Linked DNA regions of Zea mays: region 2 is linked to region 1. The links are chromatin contacts, called in public Hi-C maps. All regions are on one chromosome and are shown on one strand. Each heading gives the region's core, a stretch centred on a gene start, on an enhancer-like site or on the middle of the called end of the contact. The rest is flanking DNA. Distances are from core to core; before and after follow the strand shown. Region 1 holds the start of LOC100217229. Region 2 holds the start of LOC100191817 (Putative glycerol-3-phosphate transporter 4).

Evidence for each region. Hi-C and Micro-C count contacts between places; a contact is called where the count stands out from the background.
Region 2: a Hi-C map of ear shows a contact between it and region 1, with 3 times the contacts expected there. The contact joins the promoter of LOC100191817 here to the promoter of LOC100217229 in region 1. A contact is called at or near these places in 4 of 25 Hi-C or Micro-C datasets (ear, leaf, tassel and 1 more).

What each region holds. Positions count from the first base shown.
Region 1 is chr5:195,078,190-195,084,065 of Zm-B73-REFERENCE-NAM-5.0, forward strand. LOC100217229 reads right to left here and starts at 2,341. Exons shown (of 9, transcript NM_001359707.1): 1 at 2,267-2,341; 2 at 2,009-2,072; 3 at 1,856-1,926; 4 at 1,638-1,719; 5 at 1,412-1,527; 6 at 1,156-1,296; 7 at 1,022-1,048; 8 at 218-292. The coding sequence starts at 2,317. It overlaps LOC100274270 (50S ribosomal protein L19, chloroplastic-like), which reads right to left. Exons shown (of 4, transcript NM_001148634.1): 4 at 5,619-5,876.
Region 2 is chr5:195,245,956-195,251,831 of Zm-B73-REFERENCE-NAM-5.0, forward strand. It overlaps LOC100191817 (Putative glycerol-3-phosphate transporter 4), which reads left to right and starts at 2,637. Exons shown (of 3, transcript NM_001137241.1): 1 at 2,637-3,602; 2 at 4,315-4,863; 3 at 4,982-5,285. The coding sequence starts at 2,702. The coding sequence ends at 5,019.

The DNA.
Region 1 (5,876 bases), core at 1,091-3,590:
TCCCATTCAACTCTTTTTGACCTCGTTTTTCTATATGACAGGTTGGTGGAGATGCTCTAACAACTTCGATTTTCTTTAAACTACTTTACTCATGTTGCAGTTCTCATCAGGCCAATATCGAATTGCTCATAAAAAAACCGAGCCAAAGTCCAAATGTCAATATGATCAAGTCAAATACAGGAACAAAACGAATAGAAAGAAGTTTGATATACTGTACCAATTCACGTTGCATTTGCTGATTTTGCTGAAGCATGTTGTCTCTTTCTTCTTTCAACCGCTGAATTGTCTGGATCTGAGTAAGATAAAAGGGGACAACTTCGTGAGAAAAAAATGACCAAGTTGTCCCAAAGGATGTTTACTCGTTCATACAGTCTTGATCAGTGCTAATGCACAAACTTCCTGTTGCAATGAGATTCCTTCATGAAACAATACCTTTGGATAACCCACGATTGTTCTCTGAATTTTCAGTTAGAAACCTGGAACATGTCCATCGGTTTAAAGGGAGCTAGGTACTCTGGTTGGAATGGACAATAGGAAGGGGAGAAAAAGATCCAAATTTTGTCCGCAGAGCATAACTAAAGGAAACATGCTCATGGGCTTCTGGGCATCCCTCCCTCCCTCAATTATGACCTCCCAATTATAGGTACCTTTCCCCCATGATCAACTTTATGACTTTTCAACTGTCAAATCATGTTGCTTCAACATCTTCCTATTTCTTTAGACTTGCACTTGACACGCTCCACATAATCAATGCCACCATGACATTATCCCAATATAGCTTTAAGAATCCAACGTGAAAGAAGTAGCTGTTCTCTCAATGCACAATCAATGTGTAAAGAAACAGATTGTTCATGTGCCACACGATGTTAAATCATGATAAAAAGCTTCAAGCATATAACATTCAAGTTAGCAAAACTATTCGTTCTATGAATTCGTCAGAGAAAAGTGATGAATTCACTTGTTTTCAGTGAAGTCCCAAAGTAAAAAAAATGGTAAGAATTGTTGGCATAGAGCGTATTACCTCTTCAAGGCTTGCATTCTTCAGCATCTGAAAAGTACGGCCAAAGATACGATCAACAGTAAGAGTTACAACTGAAAATTTATAAGTGAATCACAAGTTCCATACATATCAGAAGAGAGCTGCCACAGTCTCACCATCAGATCGTCAGACGCTGCTTTGAAGCTCCGGCTTCCTAAAGATGATACGCTAGAGTCATCTGAACCTCCGCAGCTAGGTAATGTGTAGACAACCTTGAGCTTCATTTCCTCGATTACCTTATCAGCTTCCTTGTTGAACTGCGCACATGTAATGTAACCGTGTATAGCAGCGTGTGGCTGTGGACATCATTTCACTATAGGGATAATGCAACGCTAATAAACCTTACAAATTTGTTCTGCACTTCTTGCTCACCGTATCAGGGGGGATCTCATCCATGTCGGTACTGGCGGCCACCTTCGTGCTCTGAATCAAGAATTTATCCTTGCATTGCATGTCTGGTGGGTAATCTTTCTGTGCCTGCAGCGTAACTGTACCCCCCAGATGGGAGAGAAGGCAGGGAGACACAAACACTCACACATCGAAATCCAAACGGAGGATGCTAAACATAGCCATGGTCCATGGAGAAACAGGTGCTTACTCGTTATTGTGCAAGAATCCCATGGCTGGACGATGCTCGCGTTCGGCCGGACGAAATACTTCCTCGGCGATGTTGTTTTGACCTGAAAATAAATGGGGCAAATTTGACCAGACCTAGTCTAGTTTTCTTCTCATCTCAACATCAAACCTGGTTCGATTTTCAGCGAGCAAAACGCGGAGATTCTGAGGTGAACTTCACGGGACAGGGAAGACATGGACCTTGAATGCGACATGATGCTCGCTGTTGTTCACCACCTTGAGATTGCAATAGCACGGCTTCTCCAGCTCAACTACGCGCAAGAATTCAACGCGGAGGAGAAATTTAACCAATCGCAATGCGAACGAATATATCAATAAATCCACACAGCTTACACAAGAAGGTGAGCTCCTCGGGGTAAACCGAGATCAGCGTTCCGCTACCTCCCATTGCACCCACCTGATCAAAGAAACAGAAACAGAAGCCAGAAGATGAATATACTGCTGCATTAAAAGGGGGGAGGGAAGTGATGACGTTCTGTTTGGAACGGATTCCGAACCTTGCTTTCCAAAAACTAATTGCAAGCAAAATAGATAAATCAACAAAAGGCGGCGATTTGGAGAAGTCGGGAGGGGAGGAGGAAAGAGAGAAACCAATGGGTCTGCAGTTTGCTTTGCCTTGCTTTTCTTGGCTCCCAGCGGCATTGACGGGGCAGCACTCACTTCTTGGGCCCGTGGCACTGTGGCAGTTCTTCTCTCTGGGGTTCCATTTATTTTTGTGAACAGGGTTGCTCTCTCTCTCTTTTTTTCCTCTTTTTTTATTATTGGTGGTTGGTGATTTATGCTACTTTATTTAGAATGCTGTTTCCAGGACTGGAAAGGCATGGTTTTTGTGTTTTTTGTTAACTTTCATTTTAGTAGTGTATGTACGTTGTTTTGCATGCCATGAACACATTTACAATACTCTGATAAAAACAATTTAGGAACGAGTATTTTGGGTGCTATTTAGCACAAACAGTAAGCCATCATTAGAACTCCTAAAATATAAGAAAATTGTGAGACTGTGCTGCTGTCACGGACACGGTACTTGTAGTGCCACAAATATATGCATTTATTCGCATGAATCCACATACAGTACAGAGCGGGAAGTACACAGAAAAATACTCAAGAATATTCTTGTCTGATTGAAGTATTAAACAAACATTGGTAGTTTCACTCTGCATTATCACCTACAAACCATTGGGGCATACGTGACCTGTACTCTACTTGTGGTAGGGACTCGTACAGTTTTTTATGGATACCAGATGAGATTATCAATCATTCTTGTCACTGTCAGACAGGGAACAATCTAGTCACCAAGAAGATTGTGAGGGGTCCCAGATTCCCAGTTGTTGCTTTAAGAAGAAAAAAACGAGCTAATCTTAAACCGAAATTTTGGTGCTGTGAAGTAGTAGTGAACTAGAATTGAAGATCGATTGGAGAAAAAGGATTGGTCCTTGTGCGCGAAAACAAGCAAAGCAATTTTCATGGCGGGTGGAGTTGAAGCCAATTGTTTGGACTGCTACAGTTACAATTTATAGAGACAAGAACGATATAGAAACCGGTACGGATTAAAGCCAAATAAACATGATTACGAGTAAATAGAACTCCCGTGTCATTTAATCTAAAAAAACTCAACCTCAGGTTAAAGCCCTCGGTATTATATATTAAGATGTGTAGACCTCTGTTTTAGTGTGGGACGGACAAGAAACAACGTGCCTGTTTGTTTCGGCTTCTGCCAGCTTCTGGCCACCAAAAGCTTCTGCGGACTGCAAACGCTCAGCTTTTCAGTCAGCTTCTATAAAATTCGTTAGAGCAAAAACCATCTAAAATCAACATAAACACATAATCGGTTGAGTCGTTGTAATAGTAGGAATCCGTCACTTTCTAGATCTTGAGCCCTATGAACAACTTTATCTTCCTCCACACGTAATCGTAATGATACTCAGATTCTTCTCACAGCCAGATTCTCCCCACAGCCAGATTTTCAGAAAAGCTAGTCAGAAAAAAGCTGAACCAAACAGCCCCAACATGAAATTCTTTCATTGCTCTTACGGGGAGTCAAACTCAGGACTTAAAGAGTGCTACTCAGACCACCTAATCAATTCAGCTAGAGATCATTTGATGTTATTTGACGCATAGTCTTTTATAAACTAGATGGGATTATATGGAAGTGATTGAAGGATCAACAAACATGTTCTGTCCAGCAAAGGACTTTGGGTCTTCAGCCACCAATTTATTACGACTAGTCACGTCAGCTGCTAATCCACAAAAATACAGTCATACGTATGTCCCACCCCACGACAGGACAAGCATTCTTTTTCAGATACCAACACATGCGTACATATATTAATTACACATGTACGTGGGAAACCATGATCCTCATAAAAGGATGTAACTAATTTCCACGGGAAGGATAAATTGATGCCGATAAAAAAAATTCGAATGGCCACTGTCCTAGGCACCTTCCAAAAAACTTCAGATCTGACAAGTAAAATACCAAGCCAACTAGTGATTCCATGCTCTTAATGTAACAGAACACTCACCCACAACGGTAAAACCAAAGCATCGGCAAATATTCTCTTAAACTCAAAAATCAAGCTCTCTAATTAACAAAGTTTAGGGTTCAGGGTCCGTTTGGTTATCACAGAACTGTGATATGCAACTATTCATAGCAGGATTGTTAGTCTAAGGTTGGATCAGCTGGAATTATTCCAGGTTATATTCTCGAACAACCTAACAGACCCTAATCTGAATGAAACAAGAGCTAAACACTAAATCATATCAACTAACCGGTAATTTGAAGACTTAACAAAGTTTCCTATCACCACACAAAACTCCTACAATAATGAATAAAAAAATGGACACCTAAAGCTCAAAAACACCTTCGAGAAGCAAATTTCATAGACATGTTTGGAAGCAAAGGGAACGGAGAGATTAAAATACTCTTGCTTCCAAATAAACCCAGAAAGTCCATCTAGTTGAGTAGGGGAGCTTTGCATGCCTAGATTACGACCCCTACATAGCAAATCTAGCCTAGATGCAAACCTGGCCTACTCAGGACGCCAACACGGTCTAGCTTAGATGCAAATCCGGCCAACACGGTCTAGCTTAGATGCAAATCCGTACACCTTCGAGAAGCAAATTTCATAGAGGGCATCTTTGGGAGCAAAGAGAACAGAGGGATTAAACCCTCTTACTATTTAAATCCACTTGCTCCCAAACAAGTCCAGAAAGTCCATCTAGTCGAGTAGGGGAGATTGGCATGCTTAGATTACCACCCTTACATAGCAAATCTAGCCTAGCCTAGATGCAAACCTGGCTACTCAGGACGCCAACACGGTCTAGCTTAGATGCAAATCCGTTCTAGCCTACTATAGGTTCGAGAAAGAGAAATAGAGGAGGGTAAATAGCCTTTTCTAAAACTAATTATGTCAGTTAACCAATATAAACAAATAGTTAGACTAAATGGTCTAAGCAAGACTACATCTCTCTATTTATCATAAATACCTTACAAAAGATCCTAAGTCAAGCAGCTAAGATGATGAGATAATGAGAGGTAATCTAAACAATTCTAGTTAGCAAGTTCACACAAACATGTACAACTAGTACTCTAAACACATCGAAAGCTCCTATACATACTAGTGAGCAAAACATGCAAAGCCTAAGCAACATTAGCAATAAACTAGCACTACTCAACTAGCAAAGTTATACAAGCTAAATTGAAGAGGTATTGACCACTTTGTGTTCCACTTAACTACACAAGCTAATACAGGTGTCGACCACTTTGTGTTCCACACCTGCACACAAACACAACCAAGAGACATATTGCACACACACACACACACTCAATGGTTACTGTCCAAACTCAATCAAAGGGAATCATCTCCTAAAGTCATTCTCAGTGATGAGTTTTAATGCACTATTTTCAATGCTGTCACATTAGATTTAAACTAAATAATCATGTATGCAGGGTTTCATCCCCATGAAACTCTATCATCTCACACCAAACTCTCTCTATATCTCTACTCTTAATTACATTGTCATATCACCAAGCATGATGATGTATCACCATATTTAATGAGTATGAAACTCCAATTAAGAATGACCTAACAATCATTCATCACAAACTCGACGCACAAGAGTACATAACCTTGTATTTGCAAATTCATAATAACAAGGTGCTAGTATGAATTTTGTACACTGACAACAAACAAAACATTGC
Region 2 (5,876 bases), core at 1,387-3,886, 170 kb after region 1:
GCAAGGTGAAGCTTACCGTGGCACTGGACGGGGCACGGGCGCAATGGCGGCCACGGAACTGGCGGTTGCGGAGGTTCTCGGTTCGCGTGGGCAGAGCGAGAGAGAGAGAGGGCGAGAGAGCTGGGCAGAGGGCGCAAATGGAAGAGGGGAGGTGGGCGAGCAGGGCGCGGGGGCTCGGTCGTGGCCGTAGAACGCGCGGACGTGGGCGCGTCCACGGTGGGGAGATCGTGGACGGGAGGTTCAGGACGGCTGACAGGTGGGGACGGTGGGACAGAGAGAGGAAGAGAGCGGGCGCGACCGAGAACAACGACGCCGACAGGGTTGGCCCATGGGACAGAGAGAGAGGGAGAGAGGGGCGCTCAGGGTTGCGCCGACAAGCGGGACCCGCCTGTCAGAGGGGGCGCGTGCGGACTGGGCTAAGTGGGTTGCCTTGGGCCGAATTCGGTTTTCCATTTTCCATGGAATTTCTAATTGATTTTCTATTTATTTTCTCTAGGGTTTTCAATTCAAATCCAAATCAAGTTTCAAATTCAAACCAAATCAAATATGTGCAACAGTTCAAAGAATATTTAGGCTCAATATGATGCAACATTCCATGACTCATATATTTTGGGCAAAATAAAATAAATAATCCCTCACTAATACAACTAACTCTAATTAAAAGAGAGAGAGAAAACTAGAGAGAGAGGGAAACTAAAGTGAGATAGAGAAGAGTAACACGTGAATTTGGATGATCATAAGAAAGAAATTTTATACCCCAAATTCAGGGTGTTACATGTTATCCCCAGCGGAGTCGCCAAAAAGTATGTTGACACCTTTTTCGGGCGCCAATCACTCAACACGAACCAGCGGCGCTGCTCTCTGCACAGGGGCGGACGGTCCGCGGCCAGGGGTCGGATGGTCCGCGGCCTAGTGCGAGGCTAGGATTTCCTGCCTGACGGCCGGACGGTCCACGCCCTGGGACCGGACGGTCCGCGCATACACAGGGGCGGCGGAAGATCGCCGGCGGCGCCTGGATCTCACTCCCAGGAGGGACCCCGTCGGGGAGGAGAGATCCTAGGTGATGTCTAGGCTCGGCAGGCCGACCTAGACTCCTCTAATCGACGTAGAGTCAAAGAGAAGCGAAGAATTTGGGGATTGAAAGACTAACCTAGAACTACTCCTAAGAATAAATGTAAATTGTATTGATTGAGGGTTCGATTGATTGATTAAATCGGTCGTATTCCTCTGCTTTTATAGAGGAGGGGGCTAGATCTGTTACCAACAAATTTCCGAGCTTATCCCGAGATTCTCGCCAACAAACATAGCAAGAAACTCGGAACCCTAATCTGTTTTGCGCTTGCGCGGACCGTTCGACCCACAGGCGCGGACCATCCGGCCTCAAGGCCGGACCGTCCGACGACTCTTTTTAGTGCTCAACAGGCCCTAAATCCTCCTTTAGAAAAAAAAGAAAAAAACATTAGGATTTAATTTTTCTATTTCTATCGTTCTAAATTATGAATTGCTTTTGCTTTTTTAATACATCACAAACACTTAGGCCCCGTTTCAATCTTACGGGATAAATTTTAGCTTCATGCTAAACTTTAGCTATATGAATTGAAGTGCTAAAGTTTAGCTTTAATTACCAACATTACCTCTTCTGTTTAGATTACAAATGGCTAAAAGTAGCTAAAAAATAGCTACTAAAGTTTATCTCGCGAGATTGAAACAGGGCCTTAGACCAAACCTAGAATCGAACTATCTATCTTAAACTTACTATTTAAAGATTTTCACTATGCGATAAGTTGTGTTGTAAATAGCAAACAATGGTCACTTGTCGTTTAGCTGTTGTTTAAGCTAAACGGACCTAAATGAGTAAAATGGCTATTTAAACGGTAGAAACAGCAGATTAAACGGAAACAATGTACCACCGACTAGCATAAGGTTAAACTGTTATTTTGGCGAATAGAGTAATAACAGTAATCACTATGAGGATGGGGCCCAAAAACATCTTAATTTTTTCATCCAAAATCCAGATCCTGCGTTTATTAGAATACAGATTCTAACTGTGAGAATAAATCCGAGCAAATCCTTCTGAACTAGCCAAAAAGTCTGATAATACTTGAATAGCAAACTTAGAAAGGCATAAATCAACAACGCTTTAACTTTAAGGGTTTGTTCGATTAGTGAGGGATTAAAGAGGATTAAAAGGAATTAAATCTCTTTCTAATTAAAAATAAATAAAAGGGGATTTAATCTGCTCTAATTATTTTGAAACCCAACAGGGCCTGAGTGGAAGGAGCAAGCAAACCACCCACATCAACATACGTACTTGTGAATACGCATGGTGCGTGACTGAAGGCGCAGAAAATGGAAGGCAAACAGGAGCCAAACTCCAATGTGCTCCGAAGGAAACTCCCATTAAATTCGAGCTACTTTAAAATATAGGAATTTCAAAAAAATACAGAAATTAGTTCATTTCTATAGAAAAAACGTACGAAACAGAAAAAAAAATCCCAACATTTGAAAGGGAGCCTTCGTTTTCCGATCAGCAGACAGTGGAGTCGAGCCCATAACCAACTCGGACGCGTGTCCAGCGCCTCGACCCGTCTCCCCGCCACGTCCTCTCTCTTCCCCCATCATTCCGGCCTTCCACACGGCCCCACCGGCCATTGTCCCTCCGGCCCTCGCGAGTCGCGACCTCCACTGCAACCGCACCGCCATGATGAAACCGCCGGCACCGGCGGTTCCGTCGCCTGAGCCGCCGCGCCTCGCCGGCGGTGGGCGTGGGCCGCGCGGCCTCCGATCCCTGCCCGCGCTCTCCTACAACACCCACCGCGCCCTCGTCCTGGGGCTCACCTTCCTGGCCTACGCGCTCTACCACGCCTCCCGTAAACCGCCCAGCATCGTCAAGCGCGAGCTCGCCCGGTCGTGGCCGCCCTTCGCCGACCCGGCGCTCCTCGGCGCCACGGACGTCGCCTTCCTCACCTCCTATTCCCTCGGCATGTTCGTCGCCGGCCACCTCGGCGACTGCCTCGACCTCCGCCGCTTCCTTGCCTTCGGCATGGTCACCAGCGGCGCCGCGGTGGCGCTCTTCGGCGCCGGGTACTTCCTAGGCCAGCATTCGCTCGCGTTCTACGTCGTCGCCCAGGTGATTGCGGGCCTGCTCCAGTCCACGGGCTGGCCCTCCGTCGTCGCCATCGTGGGCAACTGGTTCAGCGGCCGGAGGCGTGGCCTCATCATGGGCATATGGAACGCGCACACCTCGGTGGGGAACATCACCGGATCGCTTGTCGCCGCAGCCATGCTTGGGTACGGGTGGGGATGGTCGTTCGTGGTCCCCGGTGGTCTCATTGCGCTCGGTGGCGTCCTCGTGCTGTTCTTCCTCGCGCCATACCCCCAGTACGTCGGCTTCGGCCCGTCGCCGATTGAAGAACCTGTCACTGATGAGAGCACCGACGGGGAGGACATTAGTGCCGCAGGGAAGGACAGACGGGATGCCGTCGGAATTTTTAAGGCACTGGCCATTCCCGGTGTCGTCATCTTCGCGCTCTGTCTCTTCTTCGCCAAACTAGTTGCGTACACTTTTCTGTACTGGCTCCCATTCTACTTGAGCCAGACTGGTAAGCCCATGTTTTTTTTCTGTCAATGAGTTTGTTCCTTATTGATTAGAATTGGCCACAGCGGTTATCATATTAGATTATATTGGTACGAATTGTTAGCTTCCTGCTCTGCATTTGGTTAGATTGATATGGTTCTTGATGGAAGCTATCAGATTTGCTTGTGATTGAATTTCGATTGGGGTGGACATGAACTTACATTGTAGATGCATGTTGCTATGCTAATGCTGCAGCTGTAGTATTATGCTCTGAAGTATATCAGGCGTTCAAGAAATATATGGCACATAAAAAGGGAAAATGGAAAGAATTTATGTTCTGCTAGATAACGAGTTTATCCTTGCCCAGCGTATCCAGTGTGCGTCTCTGTATAGGTTTTGTCAGAGGTTCAAAGCTGATCGTTTCTTTTACTGAAATTAGGAATGGACTAACAATAACGTGACTTGCATCTTTATTTGAATATACCATGACTCACATTTACCTGCTGTTCTGTTTATCTGAATACAACTTGGTGTTTTCAAGTCAAATGCATCTGTATTATCCACACTGCATTGTAGTGTCTCCAGATGACTTGCGTGGTTGCCTTGTAAAATGTAACCTCTTCTTTTTGTGGAATTACTGATACTGTGCAGGACATCTGAACTTTATTAGCAGTTAAACTTCATATTTCGATTTGACATTTAAAATGGCACTTCTTTTAACATTGTTTTTTTCCCAGCTATTGGAGACGAGCATATGTCAGCTGCATCTGCAGGATATCTATCAGTTTTGTTTGATGTAGGTGGAATAGTTGGGGGAGTTCTGGCCGGCTTCATATCTGACCAGCTTAATGCTAGGGCAACCACTGCTGCCGTTTTCATGTACTTGGCGATTCCATCTCTTTTCCTCTTTCATGCATATGGTAGTACCTCAAAAGCGACAAACATTGGCTTGATGATGATCAGTGGCCTGTTTGTTAATGGACCCTATGCTCTGATAACAACCGCTGTTTCTGCTGATTTGGGAACTCACAAATCTCTTAAAGGAGATTCTCGCGCATTGGCCACGGTAACCGCAATTATAGATGGGACAGGATCTCTTGGTGCTGCACTAGGACCATTCATAACGGGCTTCATTTCAAGAAAAGGATGGGATTTAGTATTCACAATGCTTGCACTCTGTGCACTGGTTGCTGCTGTGCTGTTGTCAAGTCATGTGAAAACAGAAATTCCTCAGATCATCCAGAAGTGGAGAGATCGCTCGACTAACGCGCAGAATGGAAATGCAGGTAATGACTATAGGCAGAAGTGTTGGATATGTCCCATTCTAAATACTATCATAGTATCATAAAAGTTTAGTGAGTTGGTATAATTGCGCTGATTTTCTCCTTGCTCCTTGTCTGATAGATCCTGGTGTTCAGCCACTTCTAGTGGACGAAAGTTGACGGGGAGATCTTTCGGTGCGGCTCCTAGTGCGACACAGTTTTGTAGTGTTGTTGTGAGGCAGTGTGATGGTTCTGGAGAAAAGACAAATCAGACGATGACGAGGAAACGGTTTCTGTCCCTAATGCTTATTGATCTGAGCAAACAAACATGAGCGGGATACAATCTATTTTCTCAAAAATGATGGTATAGTCCATTGTAGATTTGCAGTAGAATCTTTAGATACACCAATATGTTGTGTAAGAATATACTGTGTATCTTTACGCATATCAGCTGTACTTCAGGGGTTTAGATGAACCTAGGAAGATGGAACAATGACTTGACAGTGAAATTGTTATGGTCGCTAGATCATTGAGAGATTATAGAGGTGTATCGATGGGTAGGAACGTTGGCCGGGGTCTCTGTCCACGGCCGAGCAAAAGGAGGGTTTCTCCCTTCTAATTGTTGCCTACTTTATTTCTCATCCATTGATTACATAAATAGGTCAACTGGCTGCCTCTATCTAGCTATAGATCCTTATCTCCTTAAAACTCTCCTAAAAACTCTCAACAAACTAATAACTGATAACCTTACTAGATAATCTCAACTAATCTCCTAAATAATCCCAACTAATCTTCTAATCTTATCTCTAACTATCCATATCTAATCCCCTCAGACCGCAACCCCTCCGTGGGCCTCCTTAGGCCCTGACACTACACCCCTCCTGGACAAGCAGCTCGTCCTCGAGCTGCAGCATGACGGGTGCTCAAAGATCGAGTCTACTTGATCCAAAACCAGACATCTAGAAGACAAGCCTTTTACATTTTGGTTTATCTTATTATTTCGAATCTGATTTTTTTGACCCCATAAGATAAGGCGG